Regions from separate parts of the Sus scrofa genome. Here regions 1, 2, 3, 4 and 6 are each linked to region 5. The links are chromatin contacts, called in public Hi-C, HiChIP or PLAC-seq and promoter capture Hi-C maps. All regions are on one chromosome and are shown on one strand. The core of a region is the stretch at or near the end of the contact, and the rest is flanking DNA. Distances in the headings are between cores, read along the strand shown.

Evidence for each region. Promoter capture Hi-C pulls out the DNA fragments that hold promoters and counts their contacts. Hi-C and Micro-C count contacts between places; a contact is called where the count stands out from the background. HiChIP or PLAC-seq counts read pairs in DNA pulled down with a chosen protein or histone mark.
Region 1: a Hi-C map of skeletal muscle shows a contact between it and region 5, with 4 times the contacts expected there. The contact joins the promoter of ZSCAN30 here to the promoter of C6H18orf21 in region 5. A contact is called at or near these places in 2 of 47 Hi-C or Micro-C datasets (heart right ventricle and skeletal muscle).
Region 2: a contact with region 5 is called in a promoter capture Hi-C map of liver, with 6 times the contacts expected there. The contact joins the promoter of ZNF24 here to the promoter of C6H18orf21 in region 5. A contact is called at or near these places in 2 of 5 promoter capture datasets (fetal liver and liver) and 2 of 2 datasets of contacts at active chromatin or transcription factors (alveolar macrophages and skeletal muscle).
Region 3: a Hi-C map of omental adipose tissue shows a contact between it and region 5, with 2.5 times the contacts expected there. The contact joins the enhancer-like site here to the promoter of C6H18orf21 in region 5. A contact is called at or near these places in 14 of 47 Hi-C or Micro-C datasets (alveolar macrophages, embryonic fibroblasts, epiblast stem cells and 6 more) and 2 of 2 datasets of contacts at active chromatin or transcription factors (alveolar macrophages and skeletal muscle).
Region 4: a contact with region 5 is called in an H3K27ac HiChIP or PLAC-seq map of alveolar macrophages. The contact joins the promoter of LOC100620188 here to the promoter of C6H18orf21 in region 5. A contact is called at or near these places in 4 of 47 Hi-C or Micro-C datasets (alveolar macrophages, embryonic fibroblasts and skeletal muscle) and 1 of 2 datasets of contacts at active chromatin or transcription factors (alveolar macrophages).
Region 6: a contact with region 5 is called in an H3K27ac HiChIP or PLAC-seq map of skeletal muscle, with 8 times the contacts expected there. The contact joins the promoter of ZNF397 here to the promoter of C6H18orf21 in region 5. A contact is called at or near these places in 4 of 47 Hi-C or Micro-C datasets (embryonic fibroblasts, heart right ventricle, mesenteric adipose tissue and 1 more) and 1 of 2 datasets of contacts at active chromatin or transcription factors (skeletal muscle).

The regions. Positions count from the first base shown.
Region 1 is chr6:119,113,942-119,118,278 of Sscrofa11.1, forward strand. It overlaps ZSCAN30 (zinc finger and SCAN domain-containing protein 30), which reads right to left and starts at 2,316. Exons shown (of 5, transcript XM_003127897.5): 1 at 2,172-2,316. All of the region lies in intron 5 of ZNF397 (zinc finger protein 397), which reads left to right. It also overlaps the pseudogene LOC110261195.
Region 2 is chr6:119,164,338-119,168,523 of Sscrofa11.1, forward strand. ZNF24 (zinc finger protein 24) reads right to left here and starts at 2,867. Exons shown (of 4, transcript NM_001243375.1): 1 at 2,776-2,867; 2 at 410-912; 3 at 22-169. The coding sequence starts at 829.
Region 3 is chr6:119,212,560-119,217,307 of Sscrofa11.1, forward strand. No RefSeq gene overlaps it. Among named protein-coding and RNA genes, the nearest start is that of ZNF24, 48 kb to the left of the region's middle. Within about 2 kb of position 3,337, at least 7 of the 83 cell types and tissues checked have an H3K27ac peak or open chromatin away from gene starts, as enhancers often do. A contact at or near this core is called in omental adipose tissue, where this site is marked.
Region 4 is chr6:119,190,266-119,194,849 of Sscrofa11.1, forward strand. LOC100620188 (zinc finger protein 396) reads right to left here and starts at 3,065. Exons shown (of 4, transcript XM_013999297.2): 1 at 2,492-3,065; 2 at 1-77. The coding sequence starts at 7.
Region 5 is chr6:119,733,391-119,738,090 of Sscrofa11.1, forward strand. C6H18orf21 (UPF0711 protein C18orf21 homolog) reads left to right here and starts at 1,998. Exons shown (of 5, transcript XM_003356410.3): 1 at 1,998-2,443; 2 at 2,525-2,547. The coding sequence starts at 2,367.
Region 6 is chr6:119,074,336-119,078,883 of Sscrofa11.1, forward strand. It overlaps ZNF397 (zinc finger protein 397), which reads left to right and starts at 2,460. Exons shown (of 6, transcript XM_013999293.2): 1 at 2,460-3,984; 2 at 4,139-4,548. The coding sequence starts at 3,980. LOC102163786 (a long non-coding RNA gene) reads right to left here and starts at 2,262. Exons shown (of 3, transcript XR_304095.3): 1 at 2,053-2,262.

The DNA of each region.
Region 1 (4,337 bases), core at 1,066-3,565, 620 kb before region 5:
AATCTATGCCTAAATCAGATATATGTTAGTTTGGCCTAGTTTACCCCCAAGAAGAAATGGAAAAGGAAATAGAAATCAGGTAGAAATATTGGTGGGTGATGGAGTTCCGGTTGTGGCTCATCTGGTTACAAACCCAACTAGTGTCCACGAAGATGCGGGTTTGATCCCTGGCCTTGCTCAGTGGGTTAAGGATCCAGCATTGCCATGAGCTGTGGTGTAGGTCACAGATACAGTTTGGACCCTGTGTTGCTGTGTTTGTGGCATAGGCTTGCAGCTGCTGCAGCTCTGATTCAACCCCTAGCCTGGGAACTTCCATATGCCACAAGTGCAGCCCTAAAAAGACCAAAAGAAAAAAGAAAGAAAGAAAGAAAGAAAGGAAATACTGTATTGGTAACCACCCCTATTTCTCTAGAAACCTTTAAACTCCGTTTACCTTACTGAGAGGAATCTGCTCGGTGTCAGCTGATGTGGACCACAGTTGGGTCTAGGTTTGTTTGGGCCAATCCATCAAATTGGCAAACTCCAAGCTGACTTCTTAGATTCACACACAGAACATAACATCTCTGGGAAGACTCCACAAAGCAAGCAATCTAGGATAATCTGATTTCCTTGGTTAAACACCCAGAAAAGTTATGTTCACATCATCAGTTCTGGGGTAAGGCTTAACAAAACCCTTATATTTGTGCATGAGAATTAACCTTTGATTAACTTCCCCAGACTTTTTTCCTGGAAACCTGTCACAAGTAGTATGTCAACTATGGCATTCTCATACACTGTTGTGGGAATGCACAATGGTTCAGCCGCTCTGAAAAACAGTGTAGCAGTTTCTTAAAATGTTAAACATACACAAAACCAAGAAAGAGAAAAAAAGCACATGTCCATATAAAGACTTGTGATGAATGTTCATAGCAGCGTTATTTGTAACGGTGAAAACACTGTTAATAACCTAGATGTCCATCAACTAGTGACTGGATAAACAAATCATGGTATATGCAATTTGTTTATGTGATATATACTTATCAGCAACAAAAAGGAGTGGACTATTGATATACACAACAATGTAGATACAGCTCAAAATAACAATGCACAGTGAAAGAAGTCTGAGTGCAAAAAGAAAGAGTGCATTCTGTTTAATTCCATTTAAATAAATCTCTAGAAAATAGTAACTACAGTAACAGAGAGCAGAACAGCTGTGGGAGGAAAGAAAGGGATTCCCAAGAGGAGGAAACTTCGGGGGTTACTGGATGTGTTCCCTCTTTTCATTGAGGTCATGGTTCCACATACCGCAAAACTTAGTGAACTGTATGTATATACTGTAAACATTCCCTGATTACTGTATGCCTGTTATCCCTCAGTAAAGCTGTTTTTAAAAAAAAGCATCTGCACTCCCCACTTTGGATGGCTGGAGGCAAACAAGTTCCTTACTCTTTATCAGCTTACATTCATGGATCCCTAAGATTTCATAAATTGGAAGATGGTCTTGGGCTTGGATGGAAAGCTCTCTTCCTCTACATCAACTACCACTTCAACCAGTCACCATTTTCTCACACCTATACCTTTTCTTCTGACGTCTTAACCCAAGTCACATGTCTCACCTGTCTCAATACTTCTTCTATTATTTCCTATTTCTATATACCTCCCTACCTTATTTCCTAAGATATTTCCAAGGACACAGCAATATCCTTTCCTATGCTGATGCCACCCCCCTCCCTGCTTCAGTTCCATCTCACCCTGATCTTTGGGCCACAGTGTGTACTGAATTGTCAAGCAAACATTTTAGAAAGAGACCCCATGGCCTTTCTTGATAGCAAAGTAGATGAAAATCCAGCTTCCCAGCAACTCAGGGATTAATTCCTGAGCATTATTTATTTTTAAGGCAGCGGTTCTCAAAGTGTGGTTCCAGGACCTGCAGCCTCAGGACCACTGGAGAAGCTGGGCTCCCACGACAGACCTACTGAGAGGGAAACTCTTGAGTGGGGCCCAGCAATCTGCATTTTAACAGAGGCATGCCTCAGTTCTGTGGGGTGAGAAGGACTAGGGAGGACAGGAAGAAAGTTAGAATGGAAGCATACAGCGAATCCGATTGAGAGATTTGGAGGACGGATGAAAAAGGAGAGACAGAGAGAGAGAGATAACTAAGGAAGAACTCATTATGTAGTCAGGAAACCTACCCTGCCCCAGAGAGCTTTCCCGAAAGATGTTTTCCGACATTCACGTCAAGTACCGGCAGGTAGGGCCAGCCTGGTCCCCCACTACAGCTCGGCGGCGGCCAGGTCCGCAGACGTTCAGGGGTTAAATCTCAGCAAGTCCCCGCCCCCACCTCACCCCGCACCGCCACCCTGCGCGTGCGCACGTGCGAGACCGCGAGCCATAGAGCTGAGCAATCCTCCCGAATTCCTAGAGCGGACGGGGTGACGGCGGAGGTGATGGAGGGTTTGCAGCGGGTGAGGCTTGAGGGCAACCTGGCGAACACATCGAGGTATGGGTGATGTCGGGTCATGGAAGGCAGAGGAAGTCAGGTGATCTCGCCTCCCCAACGGCCTCGTAGCACTGCTAGGGAACTCTGTGCGGTTATTTGAGTCCATGGAGAGTCAGGGCCGCCGCCGTGACCCCCAGGCGCGGTTTCTGGGCACAGCCAGTTGGTCAATTTGCTTTTGGTACCTGGTCAGCCCTTGCCAGGCCCTGGGTTCACTTGGGTTCAACTAAATGAACACCAGAAATTCAAGGAGCAGGTGAAATTCAGAAGCTTGGATGCATCCGCGCGAATCAACAGACGGTGCTGGGAAGGAGCAACCTGAAAGTGAGTGTGCGAAGAACGGAAGGAGGGAAAGAGATCGTTTTGTTGGATCTGTAGTTTCATTTTGGTGTAGGAAGAGCAGCGAATAGCAAGAGCTTAACCGCTAGGACAAATTCCAAAATTCCCTCCTCTGCCTTATATTTCCAATTATATCCTTACTTCGGTACCCTTAACCCTCCCCCGTCCCCCATTATCTTTGACGATCTCTAAACTTGGAATGGAGAATACACGCCCAAGAGGAGTGATGCCTGATTCCTTGGTGATGAGGGAGGAAGCGTAGTAAATTTGAGAGAACAGCACTTGAAACTTAAATGAGATTTTGTTTTCTCCTTTACTTCTTTTGTAGCTAAAGGATTTTTCTGGCGGTGTAGTCTCAGAAATCATATCTCCGCCCTCCACAATGATTCCTTTCCAAGCCCGCTGGTACTCAGTTGCCCCCGGGTCTCAGACTTCTACGTGGATCATAAAAGCTCACTGAGGAAATGGTAATTCTCCAGTTGTTCCCTGAGATGTCGAATGTACAGCTGCAGTCCATGGAGAGCCAATTCAAGTATGAATCTCAAGAACACCACTTTCTTTTAGGTGAGAAGCAGAGTATGTCTTTATTAGTGGCTTGGGGTGGGGGTCACTGTTACTTTGGTATGTTTGTGTCTTCAAGTGCTATTGGTATTTCTCATTGCCTGCCCCCCACTGTATTAGATAGTAGCATCTCTTTAGTGCTCCAAGCCCATGGCTTTATTGTCCATTCTGGCAATCAGATTCTCTTGGGGTTCCTTCCTCTCCTTAAGTCCCTGGTGTCATCCATTTTCCCTATTACAATCACCTTATCATCAATCTGTCAGTGTTTGGAGTTTCCCTTTCAAAATCTTTTCAAGTCATCAGTCTTTCTCATGTACTTTGGGGGCATAGTTAAAAGTCTGACACCTGGATTCAGAAACTAGCTTTGTCATTTACTAGCTTCAGTAAGTTACCTACTTTTTTTGTTTTTTGTTTTTTTTAATAATTCTATTTCCTTGCCTTATAAAGGTATAACTCCTACCTTGGAAGTTATCGTGAGGATTATGTCTATCTGTTACTCCGTAATGAAGACCCCAAAACTTAGTGACCTAAAACATCAGACATTTTTAAAGACTTTATTGTCTTATGGTTCTGTAGGTCATCACTTGGGCTGGGTTCAGCTGGCAGTTTTTTTCTGGGATCCCTCATGGTTAACTAAGGCCAGAGTCTAAGTTGGTATCAATCATATCTGTCTGACTGTTGGTGCTGGCCATGGCTTGGGTCATGTATTTCCAGCAGGCATACCTAGTCTTTTTCACAGGGCAGCTAGTTTTTAAAATCAGAGAGAGGAGTTACTGTTGTGGCTCAGTGGAAACAAATCTGACTAGTACTAGTATCCATGAGGATGCAGTTTCAATCCCTGGTCTTGCTCAGCAGGTTAAGGATCCAGCGTAGCTATGAGCTGTGGTGTAGGTCGAATACACGACTCAGATCTGGCATTGCTGGCATTGCTGTAGCTGTGGCATAGGCCAGTGACTACAAC
Region 2 (4,186 bases), core at 1,617-4,116, 570 kb before region 5:
AGCCCACAAGGAGGTCCTCACCACAGTGCCTTAAGGAGTGGAGCTCCCAGGATGCCCACTTGAGCTGGTTTTCCACAGCATCAAGCTCAGAACTTGGTAATCCCTGAGCTTCTTCTTGAGATACAATCTCCTCTACTAGCACGTCCCGTTTTCGTCGCCGAAGAGAAACCTGGAAATAACAGGACTGGTTCAAATGAGAAGGAATCTGTTGAGAATCAAAAACACACACACAAAAGCAACCACACGAAACATATGCTGCAGAGGCCTAGATGACAAAGCAGCATAAATAATGGGGGGCAGGTGGAGGCATAAACAGAATTCTAACTTAGCTGAGTGGCATTAAATCAGCAGCTGCGCCTACTGCCATGTCAGGGCTCCTGACCCAGGAATGCAACACAAGCGGGCTTACCGGCTGTCCAGGGTCATCTAGCTCACTCTCTAAATCCTCTAGAACGGTCACTGCCTCCTCTCCATTCTCTGGATGATGCTCTCGAACCCAAGTCTGTAGCTCCTTGGGCAGGATGGCAACAAACTGCTCCAGTACTACCAGCTCCAAGATTTGTTCTTTTGTGTGTGTCTCTGGCCTGAGCCATAGACGGCAAAGTTCTCGAAGCTGGCTCACAGCTTCACGGGGCCCAGGTGAATCCTGGTATCCAAACTGCCTGAAGCGCTGTCGGAAAACCTCCGGGTCAGGGAGGTGGTTCCAAGGGATACTTGACCCCTCTTCGCCATCAGGATCCTCCTCCAACTTCACCCTCAGAATTTTTTCCTCTTCATCTGGAGTTGGGATGATAAGTATTGAATCTTCTTCCACTGACTGTGCAGACATCCTGATTTATAATACTCCAAGAAAAGACAATCAAGGTAGGAGACAGGCCTCAGGGAAATACCCTGTTTTCTTCACAGGCACTCCTGAGGCACAAGAAATGAAAACAATATAAATGACCAAATATCCTAAGAATCTGAACATACCCTGATAGAAGAAAAGAAAATGTATTTTTACTAAATTAAACATGCCAATCAATAGCCTACAACAGAAGTTCCAGTTCACTGCTAAATCTGGCCCACTGCCTATTTTTCAATAATGCTTGCACTGAGAATAGTTTTCACATTTTTATATGGTTGAAAAAAATCAAAAGAACACTTCATGTCAGGTGAATATTGATAGAAATGAAAGTGTCTGTCTCCATAAATAATTTTACTTATTTGTTCACTATTGATGCTACAACAGCGTGACTACTGTACTCTACTCAATAGAGTTGAGTAGTTGCAATAAATGCTACATGTCATGAAAAACTTAATATTTACCATCTGGCCCTTTTGAGAGAAGTATGCCAATCTATGTCTACAAAACTTGCCTATCTCGGTGTTATCTAAATGGAACACATTATTTGCAATTCAATACCGGTGTAACCTGACACACCTGAGTCACCTCAAAAGGAGGGGTATCTTTTTTAGCACCTGCTTAAAAAATTTTGACAATTTTTTTTTTTCAGGGCTAAGAAATAGTTTTAAAATGTTTAAGAACTCCCTGGACTAAAATATACATGAAAAAAATATTCACCTGCTCAATAACAGATACATGATGTTGAAAAAAACCACTAGGTGCCATAAAATTCAAATATTATTCAGTCACCCGAGACACCATAAGTACCTTTCAATTTGTAATGTGGGCATTAATCATAGCAAATTCTATGAAGAAAAGGGACTCTCATAACACCTTGACTTCCCACAGTGGCGCAGACTCTAATCCTTACACTGGATGACTCACAATCTCCCCAGCTTCTACCTTCAGGGAAACCTTGGGCTATTTCTGATCCTTTCCTTAGTATTTGCACAGTCATGCCTATGCCATTGTTTAAAACACCTACTGGGAACAAGCCATGCAGTTACTCAATATTATCTATTCAGGGCCCGGAATCTGAAAGTCAGTAACTGCCCAAAACTTCCTGTAAACCTATCAAGTCTAGGTATCAGAAAAAAATCTTACCAAGTAATATACATACAGGTTTGTTTAAGCACTCTGGAGTGTGGCGGCCTTATAAACAAGGTTTAGCCAACAGTATTCGTTTGTTCCTATTCCAAAACCCTACCTTACCATTGGCTCAAACACTCTAGAAAAATAAAATTTCTCTCCCCTTTACGTTTTCATACAGCACCCTGCCGATGGGACGTGAGGAGGTGCGGGGAATGCGAACCCGCAGTCCCAACCAGGTTTGCGCAGGGAGTCCTGTCCCACGCGACCTTCCCACTCACTCAGCGGAGTGCCGTGGCGAACCCGGCCCCCACCAGACCACTCCAGCCCCTCTTCTCTCCACACTCCCGGCTGCGGCTTTCGGAAGACCAGAGGCCACCTAGCCTCAACAGCGCCGGAGTCACGGCACTTCCGCTCGAGGCCGGCCAAACTACAAGTCCCGGCAGCCACGGCGGAGGACCGCCCACCCCCCTCCACCCGAAAAGAATCCCAGAACCCTCCGCGAGATGCCAGGGCCTCGAAATAGAACAAAACCGGCCGATGGGGGAGGGGGGAAGGCGGGGGTCGCGGAAGGCACAAGGAAGGGAGGACTCTCCAAGGGTGCCGAAAGCCCTATCTGGCTTTCTGTCTATCCCTCCCTGTCTCCCAGCTGCTGGGCGCTGAGACCGTGGCCTGTCCCCCGCGCCTCCCGGGAAGCCAAGGAAGGTCACCGCCAAGCTTTTTCGCTAACTCTTGCCAAGCGGACCACAGCCTCTAGCCCAGCCTCCCTCGCACGCTCTTCCCCCCTCTCTCGCGCAAACCTCAAGCTCGGGAACTGCAACCGCTTCGCTGTCCACGGCCGACGCAGAAACGCCGCCGCTCACAAGCCGTTTCCCAGAAGCCCCCGGCGCAGACTGCTTCCGGTCTGTGGGCCCCAGGAGGCGGGGGGTAGGCGAAGCCCCGCGTTGCCATAGAGATGCGCTCCGGGCTGGGGGAAGGGCTGTCCAACTACAATGACCGCTTTGAGGCTGCGCTTGGCCTCACGCCTCTCTCCCCTGGTTAGCCCAGTCTTCTGTGTTCCCCTTAAAAGACCAGGAAAGGAAAGAAAAAATTCTGCCACTAATGTAGTCTTTACGGTGTCATAAGTCTTTTCACATGCATTATCTCATGTGATCTTCACAGTAATCCTCTGAAAGAAGTAACAAAAGCTAATATTTATGTGTGCTAACCACGTTGTACCAGGTTCTGTCACCGTGGTTTACATGTCTTGTAATTTAATTTTCGTGAAAACCCTATGATGTAAGAACTTTTATTATCCCCATTTCACAGCTGAGGTAATTGAGGCTCAAGTAAATAGCTTGCGGAGAATACATAACTAGTAAGTACGAAGCAAGATTTGAAGCCAAGGCATGACTCTAACCTTTGGCTACCATTTGCTGTGCTATAGAGCTTTATTATGACTAATTAATTTGTCAGGGAAACAAGATGAGACTCTTAATCAAGAGCTTTGGCAATGATCGCAGAGTGAATTTGCAGAATGCATGGTTATCTTCTGACTTTAGGCTTGACATTTCATACTACAAAACAGCTGCCAAAGTGATTTAAAAACATAAATCAGACCACTTAATGCCCCTACTTAAAGGCCTTCAGTGGATCCCTACTGCATTAATTATGACATTAAAAACTGCTTACATTGGCCTGTAAGGCCCCCTGTGGTTTTTCCCTGCCCCCACCTTACCCCCACACCCCAGCTCTTAGCCTTGTTGTGGCTGGCAATCGTCAGCCTTCCTGACCATTTCTTCCTCCTGGAAGCCTTCTCACGCTCATAGCACTGGGTAGAAGTGATCTTATGTATTCATTTCACTGGTTTTTGTTTTATTTCGTTTTGTTTGTAAGTCCCATAAGGGCAGGGACCTTGCCTGTCTTGTTCACCACAGTATTCCCATGTAGTCCCGGGATGCTGACTGCCTGGTACATAGAGAACTCAATAAATATTTGTTGAATAAATGAATGAAATGTGGGCTGGTCACATTGCTGCCTTTGCTAGGTCACATGTTCAGCATCAGGAACCACACAAAAGAGCCCTGTTGTTTAAGGTCTATGTTAGAAGTACAGGTCCAGCCTTCCAGCAGCCTTCCAAGATCTTCAGGCTTCAGCTTTCTGCCTCTTTCAGAGTGCCCTTTGCAAAGTGCCCTTAGGCTCTGCTGAATTCATGAATGAGAGCGCAAGTGA
Region 3 (4,748 bases), core at 2,087-4,586, 520 kb before region 5:
ATGCTAAGTGAAGTCAGTCAGACAAAGAGACACCAACATCAAATGTTTTCACTTACATGTGGAATCTGAAAAAAGGACGTGATGAACTTCTTTGCAGAACAGATACTGACTCACAGACTTTGAAAAACTTATGGTTTCCAAATGAGACAGGTTGGGGGGTGGGGGATGTACTGAGGGTTTGGGATGGAAATGCTATAAAATTTAGTTGTGATGATTGTTTTGTACAACTATAAATGTAATAAAATTCATTGAGTAATAATAATAAAAAAGTAACTTATGTTACTATTATTTCTTCATCTGTGAAACTCAAGTGGGATTGCCAAGGGAAGACAGTGATTTCCAAGAGGCTCCAAGCTCTTTCCTCTGAGTCTGTCAAATATGAATTGCTATACATGCTGGGTGTGTTTTGTGACTCAGTCCTTACAGCTTCCTCATCTGTTTTTCTCCTCTGGCGATCCCCACCCCACCACAGCCCTGCAGCACCTTGATCAACATCTCTTTGCCCTGAATTCCTCGATGTTTGAAAGTGTGATGGGTTTCTGTTCTGGGTGCAGTGGCTTCACTGTCTGGAGAGTCAGCCCCAGGCAAGTGGCATCCACAGACCAAACCAGAGGAGTCATCACCACTTCTGCTCACGTTCAGGTTTCTAGATATTAATATGGCCCAAAGGACACGTATTAGTTGCCATGACAAACCACCTGGTGTATACAATATTTTCATTTCCGTTCTGGAGCAAATCTCATACAGCCTGCAGTGGGCTGGCCAGACCTTCTGGGGCTGAGGGGAGGCTGAATCTTCACTGGTATGTCAAACTGGTCATGCTGTCCATTTCCCTTTAAGGCATTTCTGTTTCCTGGCATTTTGCTGCCTTCTTGCTTTCTTCACACTTTGCACATGCAATCAAGCGTGGCAGAATTGAGAAGGGGGCTCAAGTCAGGCTAGTTCCAGCTGGATGACAGGTGCTGCTTCCCAAGTGACAGTCAAGACCGGCAAGAGGTTTCCCCAAACTGGTCCTGTGACCCCAGCGGACCCTCTGCCTCTGGCCTAGAAAAGGAGTTTCAAAGGCTAATAAAAGGCTGCAGATGAAAAGGGATTGGGGAGAGAGCTATGGGTGTGCTGGCCCTGGCCTGTGCTGGGAGGGAGGGGGGGGCGTGCACAGAAGGGGCTGGGCTTCCACAATTTGCAGGGAAGGCTTGACTGTTTCCCAAAGACCAGGCTTGGGTCACTCAAGTAAGAAAGCTGGCACAAGGTCAGTTTACATCCCAAGCAAGCAGGCTCTCTGACGAGCAGAACCCCACAGGAGAGTAAGTTCTGAGACTCCATCAGACACCTGAAGGCCGAGGAAGGGCTCTTGAGTGACAGTTTGGCAGGAGATCCCCAGAAACTAGGAGGTCTTCAAAAAACCCACAAAAGTGCCTCAGGGAGGAAAGCATTCACTTTCATGGAGAGAGTTGATGCCAGAGCATCATGGAATCCCAGGTTGTAAGAGGACTTCCTGTCACACCTTCACCTCATCCTGGGAAGAGTCAGAAACCACAGAAAAGGGTGGAGTGAAAGTCATCAAAGAGGTTGGAGAGAGAAGAAATGTGTCAGGAACTTTCTGAACGCAGGTGTTGTGGCAGAGGATGGGAAACCCAGCCCATACATGACATTTAGAGTTTATTATTATTATGAATGTGCTGGACATCATACCTTAGTTACTAGACTAGCAGTGACTAGAGGATCTTATGTTACTCATAAGTAACCAGAAAAATCTTAAGAGCTGCTGGAGTGCTTGTCCATGGGGCTTGTCCCCACCACAGGGGAAATGAATGATGCTTTCCGAACTCCTCTCCATGAAGCCCGCTTGCTCCGTATGAAGGCCGGGCTGGCAGTCCCTGCCAGAGTTAAGAGGTCAGTGGAGTGGGAGCAATAGGACATGAAGGTGCCAGAACAACAGACTTCCAAGCAAGCTTTTGAAGAAAGGGCATTTGTGAAAATAAGATGTGGGCTTAGGCTGTGGGTGCTATGGTGTAAGGAAAGGATGACTGTGGAGGTAATGGAGGAGAAACCAGAGTGGTGGCTCATTCACAGTACGGAACTGACAGAGGAGGGATGAGAAGACCTCTGAGGAGGCCAGTCAGTGAGGTGCTAAAGACGCTGCAGAATGAGGTGCAGAAGTTGTCCACAAGGAGAGTCATGGGTGGCAAAATCTTCAGGCTCAACTTCAAAGGAAGAGAAATGGATTAGAAATGGATGTGGGAAGTTCCTGTTGTGGCTCAGCAGAAACGAATCTGACTAGTATCCATGAGGATGCAGGTTCAATCCCTGGCCTTGCTCAGTGGTTTAAGGATCCAGTGTTGCTGTGAGCTATGGTGTAGGTCGCAGACACGGCTCGGATCTGGCATTGCTGTGGCTGTGGTGTAGGCCAGTGGCTACAGCTCCAATTCGACCCCTAGTCTGGGAACCGCCAGAGGCCACAGATGTGGCCCTAAAAAGACAAAAGACAAAAGACAAAAAAAAAAAAAAAAGAAAAAGAAAGAAAGAAAGGAATGGATGTGGATGTTTGGAATGACTGGAATGCTGCAGTGTGATATCTAATTTTTAAGCTCTGGTCCTTTACGTGTGCATGTGCATGTGCGCGTGCGCGCGCACACACGCGCGCGCGCGCGCACGCACACACACACACACACACACACACACACAGCCTAAGCTGACCAGGGCCTGGATGATTGCCTGGCCCCAGCCCAGGACAGACGGATCCTAACTACCTCCCACCCCCATCACTAATGCCGTCCAAGGACTGTTGGAGGGTGCCTGCTGCAGAGTGAGTGGGACAGAATGGCCTGACCTGCTGCCTCTCAGCTCTCTGTCCTTCCTTGGGAAGGGGAGAATTAATTTGCTAAGTGTAGGGCCTGGCAAAGCGCCATATCAGGGTTCTCCAGTGGCTGACAGGGTGGCTGAGGCTGGGGTGAGTGGACCAGGCCTGCTAGTGCCACCCCTGCAAGAATCCCCTGCTTCCTGCAGGACTTTACAGACAAGCCCCAGTTCACAGATACTGGGGGCATCACTGGATGCCTAGAGGGACAAGCCTTGCCTTGAAGAAACCTACAGACTGGCTGCGGAGAGAAGGTTTGTAGGAGATCCTTGAATCTCAGCAGAAGGAAGCACATAGAGCCGGATGTTCAGGAACCGCGGCGCGCAGGGGAGGTGGAGGACTCCCTGGGAAGGGCAGCTGCAGGCTCGGCTGGGAAGGAGGGTCGAGTTATAGCAGGAAAAGAGATATCCAGTGTGACTGGCAACTTAACGAAATTGTGCTTAATATGTCCTGGTGTTTCAACCACCAGCCATAGGAGGGCAGTGTCCTCTGTCACTTCTGTGTACCAAGTGCACGTGTGTAACACAAACTGGAGCAAACACATCTGAATGGTCCCTTCCACCCAAAGGAGGGGAGTTCAACATGTAAATCACAGTCCTTTGAGACAAAGAAGCCATTTTCAGTGTTTCAGGTTGATATAGTGCTCTGTGCTTGGTTGAAATATCAGATATTGTGATAGTTTGTCTGTGGGAACATCTTGCATTGCCTGCTCTACATTTCCCTGCTCTGGATCCACAAGCGATACTAACAAATCAGTGTTTAGGCATCACAACTGCTCAGAGCAGGCATGTCCTTAGCATCACCATTCTCCTCCAGCTGCCTTAATTTTCCTCCCCAGCAGATTGTGGGGGAGGACTGGCACACTCCCCTGAGATCAGAGTCTTTATTCTTCATCCTTAACCCTCCATCAGGAGCCCGGGGGTTCTCCTGAGAGGAGAGAAGTGTTGGGGACAAAGCTCACAGGACCATCAGCAAACCAGGGAGGGAATGAAGGGAAGAGCAGAAAGAGTGGAAGTTGGCAGACAGCATCGGGAGAGACAGTGTGGCTGTGCGGTGTCACATGCTGCCCGTGCAAGCAGGGCGAGACCTGAAGGGCGGCTGCAGGAGTGAGTGAGAGAGGCCCAGGTAGGTGGGGGTGCAGTAGAGAGATAGCATCTTACAGTCCAGGTGTGAGGAAAGGGAAAGAGCAAGTGCAGGCATTTCTTTCAAGAACTCTGGCTGAGAAAGGGCGAGGAGAGATGGGGTAATAACTGCAGGGAGGGAGTTCCCCTTGTGGGTCAGCAGAAATGAATCTGACTAGCATCAACGAGGATGCAGGTTCAATCCCTGGCCACGCTCAGTGGGTTGAGGATCTGGCATTGCTGTGAGCTGTGGTGTAGGTTTTAGACACGGCTCAGATCTGGCGTGGCTTTGGCTGTGGTGTAGGCCAGTGTCTATAGCTGTGATTCCACCCCTAGCCTGGGAACCTCCACATGCCTCAGGTGCGGCCCTAAAAAAGACAAAAAAAAAAAAAACCAAAAAAACAAAAAAACAAAACAAAACCCTGTCAACAAATAAAAAAACTTCAGGGAAGGTGTTTTATGATGGGCAACGCGAGAGCATGATGAAAAGTCCCCCCCCCCTTTTAAAAATACTCCTTGGTTGTATGATGTTAAAGCCAACTTGATATCTTGTCAGCCTCTAAGGAGGGACAGTCAGGGAGTTCTGCCTCTGACAAGATCCTGATGGTAACTGATCACATGTATGTTACAGCACCGGTGGTTCTGAGACAAAGTTCCATCTACGACAGTGTGGGGTGGTATTGGACAGCATGTGAATCATTTAGAAGCATTATAGGCTGATGGAAAAAAAAATCAAGAATGAGGAAAGAAGAGAAAATAACTCAGAAAAA
Region 4 (4,584 bases), core at 1,815-4,314, 540 kb before region 5:
CAGACATTTGGACTGGGAATAATTCAGGACTGCTAAGCTTTAATCTTCAAGGAGGTGAAATTCTCCTATGGACACTCCTCAAATATGATTAAAAAAACAAGCAGAAACAAGACAAAGACAAATGCTTCTTAGAACAATATGGCCAAGATTAGAAACATAAGGCTGTACAGAAAGTACTATCCTTAGTCTTAATATAAACCATGCATTCAATGAATACTTCTTTTTTAAGGGAATCAAAGAACTAAGATGCATTAATTTATATGTATAATTCGCAATCTGTTCCGAAAATCATGCCCATGAGGCTGACTATATTATCACAATAAGAAATCAGCCAGGGGAGTTCCTTTGTGGCATATTCAATCCCTGGCCCAGGAGCTTCCATGTGCTGTGGCAAAAAAAAAAAAAAAAAAAAAAAAAAAAAGAAAAGAAAACAGCCAAGGGGAGTTCTTTTGTGGCTCAGCAGTTAATGAACCCAACTAGTATCCATGAGGTTTTGGGTTTGATCTCTGGCCTCACTCAGTGGGTTAAGGATCCAACATTGCCATGAGCTGTGGTGTAGGTTGCAGATGTGGCTGGGATTCCGAGTTGCTGCAGCTGTGGTGCAGGCTGGCAGCTGTAGCTCTGATTTGACCCTAGCCTGGAAACTTCCATATGCCATGGGTGTGGCACTAAAAAGCAAAAAAAAGAAAAAGCAATCAGCCAAGGTTGCAAAGGAGCTCCGGAAGAATAGAAATAAGGGAAGCCTGAGGAAAGTTATGACTGGTGCAGGTGCAAAGAGCCATTAATTTTTTCTAGCCTGCTGCAAAGAACTCTAAGGGATAGTCTCCTAAGAGAAGCACCTTTGTGTGGATTTTTTTTCAATGTTTACTAAGATTTAAAACTATTACTTTGGTGTTAGAGGAACAATTCAAACGAAAAAAGTAACCACATATTCCTCCATCTTAATATATTTCCATTTAATCATATTCATGTCTACTGCTCATCTGTAACATCCATATTATTTACTTAACTATCTTTTATTGCAAAATATTTAAGTTATTTCTAATTTTTACTATTATAAATAATGCTGGGAAGCACATTTTCAGAAAAATATACTATTTTTCTCTTCAAATTATTTCCTTCAAAAATGTCCAAGGACTTGATTTATTGGGGTCAAAGGAAGAGCAGCAAATATCTTGCTATGAATTATCGAATAAATTATAGGAAACACTGGATCAAATCACAGTGTCACCAGCAACCTAGTGATGTATGTAGACATCTCCAAGTATCACTAGCTTGTTAGCAGGAAGACACTTTGCAGCACTTTAGTATATGTATATATGTATCACTAGTAACTGATGATTAATTAAAAATGTTATACATGCCCCTATTTTTCTTTCTTTCTCTCTCTCTCTCTTCTCTCTCTCTCTCTCTTTCTCTCTCTCTCTCTCTCTCTCTTCCTTTCTTTCGCCTTTTAGGGCTGCACCCGAGGCAAATGCAAGTCCCAGTTGCAAATAGGAGCAAATAGGAGCTGCAGCTGCTGGCCTAAACAGCAGCCACAGCAATGAGGGGTCGGAGCCGAAATTGCCACCTATGTTGCACTTTGCTGCAACGCTGGATCCTTAACCCACTGAGTAAGGCCAGGGAAGGAACGACATACTCATGGATACCAGTTTGTTTCCACTGAACCACAACAGGAACTCCCTATGTTTCCTCTTTACCATTTTCCCCCCACTTCACCAAGAAATTTCTAGGCTGTGAAGTTATGGTGGTGATCTGAACAAAGTCTGCGGCTGCACAAAGCTTGTACTCTAGCTGGGGAGAGACAAGAAGGTTACCAAATAAGTGACACAACTTTATATAACTATGGGCTCCACTGCAAAGGGTAACAGCTGACACAGAGAATTTGCTATGTACCAAGCACCCTTCTAAGCATCTTAATATAAACTCATTTAAGTCCTCACAAAAGCTCTGGAAGGTTATTTTCATCCTCATGTTGGAGATGAGGAAACCCACCAGGGCGAGCTTGGGTATGATCAGGGCAAGCTCATATAAGGAGACCAAGGGCAGAGTACCAGGGCTGGGGTCTGAGTCCACTCCATCCACACTTTCTACAGTGCTGCGTGGTTCAGAGCCAGTGGCTGGGGTCCCAGCGGAGAGGAGAAGCAACAGACCCAGATGATTCCAGGCTGGAACAGAATCTGGGGTCAAGACTGGAGCGGCAGGAGGGGTTTGAGGCCGCCACGTGTCTGGAGCCGACTAGGGGAGTTGCACAGAGGGCCCCTATGCTAAAGCATCCTCTGGGAAGCCGCAGGAACGGCCACCGGGAGCACTCTGCCTTTTTGGTACCAGCGGCCGAATCTGTGCGGGGTCCACAATTGCTCTCAGCTCCACGTAAGAGACTAAACCCCCAACGCCGCGCGAGGGTCCGTAACGAACCTGGTCCCTGGAGCGGAGGCTTCGCCCAGGGCCCCAGTTCCGTGGGGTCTTTCCTAAGGGGTCCGACTCTTACCTGGAAATACCTCTCCTAGAGCCGGCTCCAGACGGTCCCAGGCCACCTTCCCCCACCACACGCCACCGCTCTCGGACGGAGTCCGGACTCCGCGAGACTACGAGGGTCTTGAGAGGAGGGCGCGCTGGAGGCAGGTAAGCGCGCGAGGGGTGATGGGAGGCCGTCCGCTTGGGGGGCGGAGGTCAGCCGCCACGGGGTGCCAGGGAGAAGAGAGGCGGGGCGCCGACGCTCAGTGACAGGTGAGAAGCTGCGGGGATGAGGTGAGGGCAGCGAGAAAGCGCGGTGGGGCACAAGGAAGGCGTAGCCTGAGAGTGTGGCGCGGGGAGGTGTATGAAGAAGGGTGCGCCGGTACGCGGTGGGAGCTTTGCGGGGGGGGGGCTGCAGTGAGGTGGTGCCAAGGCCCGCGGCCACCCCTTCCCGACCCGCCGGGTAAGGGTCGTTTCCCTGAGGCCTAGCAGCGCGAAGAGACCTCAACTCTCACCTAAGGCCTGGGAAGGACGGCCCAGCGTTTTTGGGGAGAAGCCCGGGAAGCGCCAGTCTGCAAGCTGCTTCCGGTCCTCTAGGCGGAGAGGGGGCGGGGCCCGGGATGCCGGAGCAGTTGCCATGGAGACGAGCCACCACCGCAGCCTGAAGCGGGTGGGGGCGGTGCAGTACGAGGGGAGCCCAAAACTCCTTGAGTGCGTATATCCAGCTGCTTGGGCTTCATGTTCAGAGAAACCATTATTATTTCTCAGAGTACTTGTACTTACATTATTTCATTGGCTCTTTCAATAACCCAATACGGTTATTCCCATTTTACAGGGAATAAACCCAAAGTTTTGGTGACTTGCCCAGGGTCACGGGGAGACTCCTGTGCTTTCTACCACTGCGCGCAACATTCTTGTAATACCGTCGGCGCTTCTGAGGTTGGCTATGCTCCAAGTAGTGATGGAAGGAATGGGGTTGACCCCCCCCAACCCCACCCCTTGCTTTCACAAGAGAACATAATGGCCCTTGAAAAGGTGAGAACTCGAGCACGCACATATTTTGGCACCAATGCATACATGTATATTTCCTCAGATAATCTTAAGTAAATTTAAAAATAAATTTCAGGCTAAATGAGCTACCAGGCCACAGCCCCACATATTGGTCTCATCCTCCACCCATTTTCCCTAGGAACTCTTAGAAATATTCTTGTACAGAGAAGTGGGGAATTAGGGAGAAGACAATGATGTTTGAAAATTAATAAACAACAATAAGAAGAAAAAAAAACCCTTTTGATATGAGCAAAGCAAACAAAAGGTATGTTCCCACTGGAGTCTGAGACAGTGAGAGAAAAAGCTGGCTTACTCAGTCTATACCAGACCTGGAGAAATTTGCATCTTAATTAACCTACAATGACACTAAATTTGAATAATTTTTTTTTGAAATACTTGCCCATATTTCATGGGCTAAGATTTTTTTTTTCTTTTTGATGAGGTAACAAATAACAAGACAATCCAAATGTGTACAAGGAATATTTTTATAGTGATGATGGGTCAGCCAAATGAATCAAGGCAACGAGGAATCTAAAACAATTCCTCAAGGGCAAGAAATTTTTGGCAATGGTGTGAAGTCAAAGGTAGCTTAAGGAAAAATAGACAGCAGTCAAAAGCTGCAATGAGAATAAGGAACTGTGAAAAGCCAAATGATTTGGCAAGAAGTCAGGGATGAATTCATCAGTTAGGATTCTACCACATAGCTGATCCAAGAAACTAAATAAAAAAAAAAAAAAAAAGCAAATGTAAAAGACTCCTTGTAATAGTTCACAGTAAACTTAGTAAAGGGCGGGGTCTTTTGTTTGCTTTTTATTTTTTTAATGTCTGAGGGTAAAGTGGAAAGAAATTAGCAGGAACAAACTCCCAGTAGAGCAAGCTTCTACTGTATACCAGATGCCTGGTAAACACTGGGAATTCAAATATGAGATGCAGATTCTTGCTCTTTAGGAACTGATAGACTAATTAAGGAGAAGAGCATATAAACTGACTATTTTAAACAAAGTGGCAGCTGTTCTGAAGATACTATTGACAGGATGCTACAAAAGCATCTTAATTAAAGAAAGGAAGGTGTAGGGG
Region 5 (4,700 bases), core at 748-3,247:
AGGTGAGGTTCAAGGTGGGGCAGTGACCACCACATGGGGCCCTGGAGAGCACTGCTAGGAGCTTGTGTGCCAAGTGCAAGGAGGAGCTTGAAGAGAATTCGGAGCAGGGATGCTCCATGTCCCCCCAAATGATTTACATTTTAAGAAGACTACTTTGTCTGCCCTGTGAAGGATGGATAGGGAGAGAGGAGGTAGGAAATGAACGTAGAGGACCAACGTAGGGGTGTATGCAAAAGAAGAGAGGATCTCCAGGGCGTCAGGAGAAGTGGGCAGAGACATGATTTGCTCCTGAGGGGTTGACGGCAGACCCTGTGGACGGCGTGGCTACATGGGGTGGGAAGAGGAAGCAGCAGTGGGCCTCGGTGAGGCTGAGAAGGAGTAAGACTGGGCGCAGGGCAGGCTGGTGGGGGAAGTCAAGGATGAAGGCTGAGGATATGGGTTTGATCCCTGGCCTAGCTCAGTGGGTTAAGGATCTGGTGTTGCTGTGAGCTGTGGTGTAGGTCTCAGGTGAAGCTCAGGTCCTGCATTGCTGTGGCTGTGGTGTAGGCTGGCAGCTGTAGCTCCGATTCCATATGCCTCCATATGCCTCGGGTGCAGCCCTAAAAAAGCAAAAAAAAAAAAAAAAAAAAAAGAGAGAGATAAAGTAAGGAAACATTGCTTTATAAATGACAAGAAGAGGATGAATTTCCTCTAAAATACAAAGATCTCCTAGAAATTGATAAACAATTTAATGAAGATTTCATTTCACAAAAGAAAATGCAAGCCATAAGAAATAAATAGAGGCTTGATTCCACTGATAAGTGAACTAATGATCTTTACATTTTCACGGATCCAATTCGAATCAGCTTTTTCAGACATTGATACTGGGAATGTGAATTGCTACAATCTTTTTTGGATGATCCAGCAAATTAAAATGTGGATATTGTTTCCCTCAGTAATTTATCTTTTAGGAATTTAGAGAAAAGAAATAAAAAGCATTCGTGAGTTTTGCTGCTTCACTATTTGAACTAGCAAATCACTGAAAAAAAATTAAATGTTCATCAACAGGAAGTGGTTAAATAAATTACAGCTCATTACATTTTGTAATATTGTCAGCTCTTTAAAAGCTTATTGAAAACTACATAAACTGACCTGGAGAGATGTCTGTGACCTATTGTTAAGGAAAAATGTAAGAGTAGTAAACCATTCTATTTTTGGTTTTCTTTTTTTGTGTGTATCTTGGGGGGGTGTTTGTTTATTTGTCTTTTGCTTTTTAGGGCCACACCGGAGGCATATGGAAGTTCCCAGGCTAGGGGTCAAATCGAAGCTACAGCTGCCAGCCTATCCCAGAGCCACAGCAACATGAGATCCAGGCCATGTCTGAGACTTACACCACAGCTCATGGTAATGCAGGATCCTTAACCCACTGATTTGTTTCCACTGTGCTAAAATGGGAACTCCCGGTATCTTTTGTTGTTGTTGTTGTTGTGTGTATGTGGAAACTGAGGATATTTATACATTTGTACATGTGCTTATGTGTGTAAGGACATAGAAGGAGGAGACACCCAACTGTTAATGCTGATCACCTCACAGAAGTAGGATGGGGGAGTTCCCGTGGTGGCGCAGTGGTTAACGAATCTGACTGGGAACCATGAGGTTGCAGGTTCGATCCCTGCCCTTGCTCAGTGGGTTAACGATCCGGCGTTGCGGCGAGCTGTGGTGTAGGTGGCAGACGCGGCTCGGATTCTGCGTTGCTGTGGCTCTGGCGTAGGCCGGTGGCTACAGCTCCGATTCGACCCCTAGCCTGGGAACCTCCATATGCCGCGGGAGCGGCCCAAGAAATGGCAAAAAGAAAAAAAAAAGAAAAAAAAGCAGGAAAAAATAAAATAAAATAAGCTCGCTAGTGCACCTGCCCAGAGCAGGCTGGACTGGAGACCAGAAACCGCGCTTCTCGCAGCTGCCCCCTTGCGGGCCTCGCTTCCGCCTACCCGGGTGCAAGTCAGTGCCCGGGCTTGAAAATCTAGGGGGCGATGGCGGTTGAGGAAATGACCACCGGTATGAGAGGAGGCTATCAATCAGATAAAGACCAGAAGCAGGCGTCAGACTCGGCTTTCAACCTAGCCACCCCGGCCCAATCAAGCTGCTCCGCACAGCCTCTTGTACTAAGCGATCCGCGCCTGGCCAGCGAGGACCGCTAGGGACCTGGAGGCGGGCCCGGCGCAGGGAGGGCGGGCCAGCGCAGGGGACCGGACGCAAAGGAACCGGAACCCTTCAGCTGAGGGCGCCTGTTTCCAGAGGGAGCTCGGATCCTGACGTCAAAGTTTCCAGCCGGCTTTCGGAGTCTCTTTGCGTCCCTGCGTATCAGAGATGTGGAATTGGCGGTGACGATGAGGCAGAAGCACTACCTTGAGGCTGCGGCATGGAAACTACAAGATAGCTGCCCGGGCCAGGCCCGCTATCTCCTGTAAGAGAGGGAAAGAGGACGGGGAAGCGGGAGGCGAGAGGGTGTGAACTAGTCCCTTATGAGTCTCTTTCTCTTTTGCAGCTGGGCCTACAGTTCGTCACACGGTAGGGAGGACGCCCGTTCGTTATGGGTCAGGCTTGCGTCGCCTCGCTCCCCTCCATTCTGCACAGCGCTCAGAATGGTCCAAAAAAAATCTGATCCATTCTCTGCCATCACAACCTCCTATCCCGCCTCGGCCAGGCGTCTCAGTTTCGCAAAAAAAAAAAAAAAAAAAAAAAAAATCCAAATTGCTTAACGTGCCTTAGTTTTCCTGACCTGTTAGCAGCACTTGACGCTTTGATCAGTCTACTTGAAATAGTTTCCTCACTTGGCTTCCAGGTCATTACAAAGTTCACCTCCTACTTCTTTAGCCAATACCTCTCCTTCCTGCTGATTTCCCCAACTTACAAATGTTGGAGTTCCCAAGGACTCAACCTTTGGGCATCTTTTCTAGCTACACTCAATTCCTTGGTGACAATATTTCATCCAGTCTCATGGCTTTTAAACTCTGAATACTGAGGTCTTCCAAATTCATATCCCCAATCTAGACCACTCTGTGGAATCCTAGACTCATCCAGATGCCTTTTTTTCTTCCCCCTTTTTTACTACAGCACCTGAGGCATATGGAACTTCTGAGGGGCCAGGGGTAGAATTGGAGATGCAGCTGTCCCCGCAAGCCACAGCCATGGCAACACCAAATCCACCAAATCCAAGCCCCATCTGCAGCCTACACTCAATACTGGATCCTTAACCCATTGAGTGAGGCCAGGAATCAAACCTACGTCCTCATGGATACCATGTTGGGCTCTTAACCTGCTGAGCCACAACGGGAATGTCCCAGATGCCTTCTTGACAACTTTTTTTGAATCTCACATTAAGCTAAAACTTGAGCTTTACCATTGGCTTTAAATACACCCAATATCATGAGTTTCCTTCATGGCTCAGTGGTTAACGACTCCAACTAGAATCCATGAGGATTCGGGTTTGATCCCTGGCTTCCTTCAGTGGGTTAAGGATCTGGTGTTGCCATGAGCTGTGGTGTAGGTCGCAGACGCGGCTCAGATCCTGAATTGCTGTGGCTGTGGCATAGGCTGACAGCTGTAGCTCTGATTCGACCCTTAGCCTCAGAACTTCCATATGGTATAGGTGTGGCCCTAAAAACAACAACAACAACAAAAATACACCCTTTATCTAGCCTTTCTCTCCACATCCATCCACTTCTCTCCACATCCGCCCTGGTCTAAGCCATCAGTCTCCTGATTATTGCCAACAGCTCCCATGTGTTTCTACCGTCCATTCCCAGTCCAGCAGCCAGAGTCAACCTAATAAAAACCTAGTCTAGATCATGTCACTTCTCCACTGCAAACTCTGAAATGAAATGACTGCCCATTCTCGGAGTAAAAGTGAAAATCTTTTGAAAGGACCACAGGGACCTATGTCATAGGTTCACATTAATTCTCAGACCTGCTCTCCCTTTCGTTCACTAAACTCCAACCACTATCGCCCCTATGCCATTTCAGGGCCTTTGCAGTGGCTTTTCCTTCTACCTGGAACTCTTACCTCACATATCTGCTTGGATGCCTCCCTCACTTCCTTCTGATCTCTTGAAAATATCATCGTAGGGAGTTCCTGTTATGGCTCAGTGGTTAAGGAACCCGACTAGTATCCATAAGGACAAAGATTTGATCCCTGGCCCCACTCAGTGGGTTGACGATCTAGCGTTGCTGTGAGCTGTGGTGTAGGCCACAGTCGCAGCTCAGATCCCAAGTTCTTGTGGCTGTAGTGTAGGCCGGCAGCTGTAACTCTGAATCGACCACTAGCCTGGGAACCTCCATGTGCCCAGGGCGGGGCCCTAAAAAGACGAAAAAAATAAAGAAAATACCACCCCAGGAGGCCTTCCCTGATACCCTGATTTAAGACTATATCAAATCCGTTGCCAGTCTGCATTCCCTTTCCTGTCTTTTTTCTCAGCACTTAACATTTGGTGTTTTTGTATTTATTGTCTCTCTCCATGAATTGTCCTTTGTTCACTCACTGTTCAGTGTCTCCCAAACCCAAATCAGTGCCTCGCACTTAACAGTCAATAAATATAAGTGAATTTTACTTTTGGCAGTGCTAAGTTACAAGCATGGTCCTTAACTTATTGTAGCGCTGTTGTATCCCTGGCATTTAGCATGGTGCTCACCAGTAAATATTTACTAACAGATAGTGTGCCCAC
Region 6 (4,548 bases), core at 1,210-3,709, 660 kb before region 5:
TCTTTTTAACATAACTATAATTTTGTTTACCCTCCCCAGATCACCTGTGTCTTTCAGAAGAGGCTAGCCTGGAATATAAATCTCAACTGGCCAAGCCTACCATGGAGGCCTCACCCCTTACCCCTTGTTAGCGATAGACACAGATAGTGAAGCAATTCTAACTAATGAGATACCATGGAAAACCTATTGGGTGGAGGGAATTTCCTTAGTCTAAAAAAGGCCAGAATATAAGGGTGTTCCCTCTTCCTGCCTCTGGATATCATCTGTAATCTGGAGCTAAGACAGACATTTAGGACCATGAAGGAAGCCAGACTGGCAGACTGGAAGAAAAGTCAACATACTTAAAGGTGGAGGAGCAAAAAGAGGAAAGGGACCTGGGTTCTTGTCAAGCCATTAAATTAACCAATCCTGGGATGACCTTACTTCCATGCATGTAGCTGTTAGGTAGTAAAAAGGCTTAAACATTAAGGACATTTAGTAAGGTTTTCTATTACTGCAATTGAGAGCATTTCTTCTCTCTCAACAGTTCCATTCCTGAACAGTAAGCTTCTCAATATAACAAGGTGTGGTAGACTGAATGCAATAATAACGGCCTCAGTTGCCTACGTTGAAGCTGCTCTTCCAATTAAAAAGTGGAGTCTATTTCAATACCCTTCCCTCCATGAGTCTAGTCCTGCCAACAGAATACAGAAGTAATATAATGCCAGTTCCGGTCCCAGGTCCTAAGAGAACAAGCCTCTTCCCCTCCTCCTTCACTGTGTTGGAAACCAGGACCCAAGGAGTTCTCATTGTGGTTCAGCAGGTTAAGAGCTGACTGGTGTCCATGAGGATGTGTGTTCCATCCCTGGCCTTACTCAGTGGGTTAAAGGATCTGGCATTGCGGTGAGCTGCAGTGTAGATTGCAGGTGTGGCTTGGCTCTGGCATTGCTGTGGCTGTGGTGTAGGCTGGCAGCTGCAGCTCCAATTTGATCCCTAGCCTGGGAAATTCCATCAGCCACAGGTGTGGCCATGAAAGAAAGAGAGGAAGGAAGGAAGGAACCAGGACCCTGTAAGAAAGCCTAGGCTAACTCCTGAATGATTAGAGATTACATGGCGAGAAGCTTTATGGAGGACGATCGAGTTACTCCAGCCAAAAGGCAGCACCAAGTCCACAACAATGTGAGACACCATCTTGCACCTTCCAGTTCTGATCAAGTTAAGCAGTCGGCACCTCAGAAAGCATGGCTAGCCATCTCTGCTAAGCCCTGCCTGAATCCCAGAGCACAGACCTGTGAGCAATAAAACACACCTGCTGTTTTTAGTCATTAAGTACTGCAGTGGTTTGTTAGGCAGCAACAGCTGAAACACAAGGTAGTATTATTTGTTCTCTTGTTTGGTAAAATTGCTATAGTCTGTTCACAACAGTTAAGAATTAGTGAGCTACTCTGAATGCTAATGAATAATAATAATAATGTGTTTTGTCTTAGCTCACAAAGGAGAATTTCTGTGTCACCTTCTACTAACATTTACAATACAAAAACGGGAAAATATTTGTAACAAATGAAGAGTCCATATCCTTAGCAAGTAAAAAATTCTTGCAAATACAAAAGAAAAATAGTAACAACTCAATTTTAAACATGGGAAACGCCATTTCCTTGAAGAACCATAAATGGTCCATAAACATGAGGGAAATATAACCTCAAGCTCCCTAACTTAAAGGAAATGCAAGTTAAACCAACAAGAGGCATCATTTTTAAAGCTACTGAATGGCCAAATAAAAATTTAAACACTAAGACAAAGTGCGCTAGCCTCAGTGAAAAATGGGAAAACCCTGGTTAGAGGCACAAAGTCTGAAATCCCAGGGTGTCCCTGAACTACAATTTTGGCATCTCTGGGCACGAGCTGCTTGACTTTGGGCAGTGTCTACGTCTGTAAAATGGGTATGTTATAGCTACAGCACGAGCGTTGTAAGGTTCAAATAGGCCCACGGAAGAGCAATATAAGCGGTTTCTACTTTTTGTTCAGTCCCTTCATCCACGCATCTACTTCTGTCGTTAAGTACTGCAAACTCACAGGAATTACAGGAAAATCCGAAATCTTTTCTGAAAAATTGGAGGTGAAATGACTCAGAAGTGAGAAGACACCAAGTACGGCGGGCGGGTGGCGGTGAAAGAAAGCTAGGGTAAGAGGCGGCCGAACAGAGGTGCCCTCTGGGTGTGACGGCCTCCTAAAGAAACCCCAGCTGCTAGCTCACTCTTGCCTCGGCGTCGACGCTCGGCGGGACCACGGCCACCTGGGGAAGGCGGTGGGAAGGGCGGAGTCAACGCGCTGATTGGCTGCCTCTGAGCATGGGGCGGGGACGGACGGACCTCAGGAGGGCGGGCGAGCGGAAGGCTGCCGGGGCGCACTTCCGGTCTTTGTCGCTCGCCTCTGCAGGTCCGGGGCTTGCTCCCTGGCCGCTCCTCTGCTTCGCGGTGAGGGACGCGGGACCCGAGACGGAGGGGGTGGGGGGAAGGCACGCGGCCGGGCCGGCGGGCGCCGGGTGGAGAAGCCCCGCTCTTCGGCCTGCTCATCCCCGGGTCTCGGCACCTTTTCCGGGCAGCGTCTCTTGAGCCTCCTGGGAGCTCATAGGAGGCCAACACTCAAGACCCTGCTTTCCTGCGGAAAGGGCAGTTTTTCCCTCTTCACTTCGCCAGTTGCTGTGACTTTACCGGGATGTAGAAATAGAAGGGCTAGCGCGGCAGGGCTGGTTAATAAACCACAGATTTATCAGCTAAATAATCAGATCTCTAAAGCTAACTGTAGTGTTAGGGTTAAATTGTGCGGATCTGTCCTGTTCATTCAAGGGCATACCCTTCAGTCAATATTCTCCCATCCAAAAATCAGATCATGTTCGATCTATATTACAAAATTTAAAACACAATTACTTTTGCCATATTTCACTTTTTAAAATTTTTACCACCGTATATCCTAAGCTTTTTGAGAGTTGTGATTAACCTTTTTGCTTTTGTGTCTCTGTAATATCTGACATGTTTTTGAGAACATGGTAAGCATTTAACAAAAACTTCTTGGTTAATTTCTTGGTAGACCCAAGCAAATACCTTCACAAACAAAAACCTTTGTGTTCTAATACCCAGCTCAGGACAGAGCCTCAGTGCCTCATTGTTTGTTGGAAAAATGCATTAAATACTAAATTTGATCAAATGGCAAATGCCTAACAACGTTTTTATTTAAATCTACTCATGTGTAATACAGATTTTTAAAAAAATTTTTATTACAGCTTTAAATGAAAAGCAGTATTATTTGCTTAGGTAGAAGGTAACTAAAAATCAATTTTAACAAAATTGATACCGTTACCCATGGAAGTGTGAGGCCTATACTTTATTTAAAAAGGAGTTCAGGAGTTCCCATCGTGGCGTAGCATAAACGAATCCGACTAGGAACCATGAGGTTTTGGGTTCAGTGGGTTAAGGATCTGGTGTTGCCATAAACTGTGGTGTAGGTCGCAGACTCGGGTCGGATCTGGTGTTGCTGTGGCTCTGGTGTAGGGGACCCCTTGCCTGGGAACCTCCATATGCCGTATGTTCAGCCCTAAAAAGACAAAAAAAATTATAAAAATGAAAAGGAATTTGGCAAGTTTGACAGATTATTCTCCTTTATGCATTCAGAACTGAAAAGGAATTGAAAAGGAAATTTCCCAACATGTGATTCATGTTAATATTGCATTCTTGGAGTTCCCACTGTGGCACAATGGGATCAGCAGCCTCTCTGGAGTGCTGGGATGCGGGTTTGATCCCTGGCCCACACAGTGGGTTAAGGATTTAGTGTTGCTACAGCTGCAGCATTGGTCTCAACTTTGGCTTGGATCTGATCCCTGGCCTGGGAACACCATATGCCCTTGGGGGTGGGAGTATGTGTGTGTGTATATATATATTCTTTTGCCTCTAAAATATAACTTCTCATAGTATAAATATGGTAGGAATTCTGCAAAATTGGACCGATGAGGTGAGTGATTTTTCACATTTGTCACTTGATTATTACTTATTTAAAGTCTCATTCCTGATGCCTTTCAATATATTACTCCCTTGACTGATCTTTATTATTGTAAGTTCTTAGATTTTTTTTTTCATTACTGTAACAGTGCTTTTATATCCTTCAGGAAAGAAGAGATTATTCCAAGAGACTCTGAAGTACAGTACCCAGTTGGTAGTGAGCTTTCTGCTAAACTGTTTCAGCCCAGAATGGCTGTGGAATCCAGAGCAGTTTCAACCCCAGTACCTCAGAATCCTCAGGAACAAGAGCTCATACTAGTAAAAGTAGAAGAAAGCCTTTCGTGGGGCCAGAAATTTAAGCAGAATGGGAGTACCCGATCCTGCCAAGAACTGTTTCGCCAGCAATTCAGAAAGTTTTGCTACCAGGAGACGCCTGGGCCCCGGGAGGCCCTGGGCCGACTCCAGGAGCTTTGCTATCAGTGGCTGAGACCAGAGGTGCACACGAAGGAGCAGATCCTGGAGCTGCTGGTGCTGGAGCAGTTCCTGAGCATCCTGCCTGAGGAGCTGCAGATCTGGG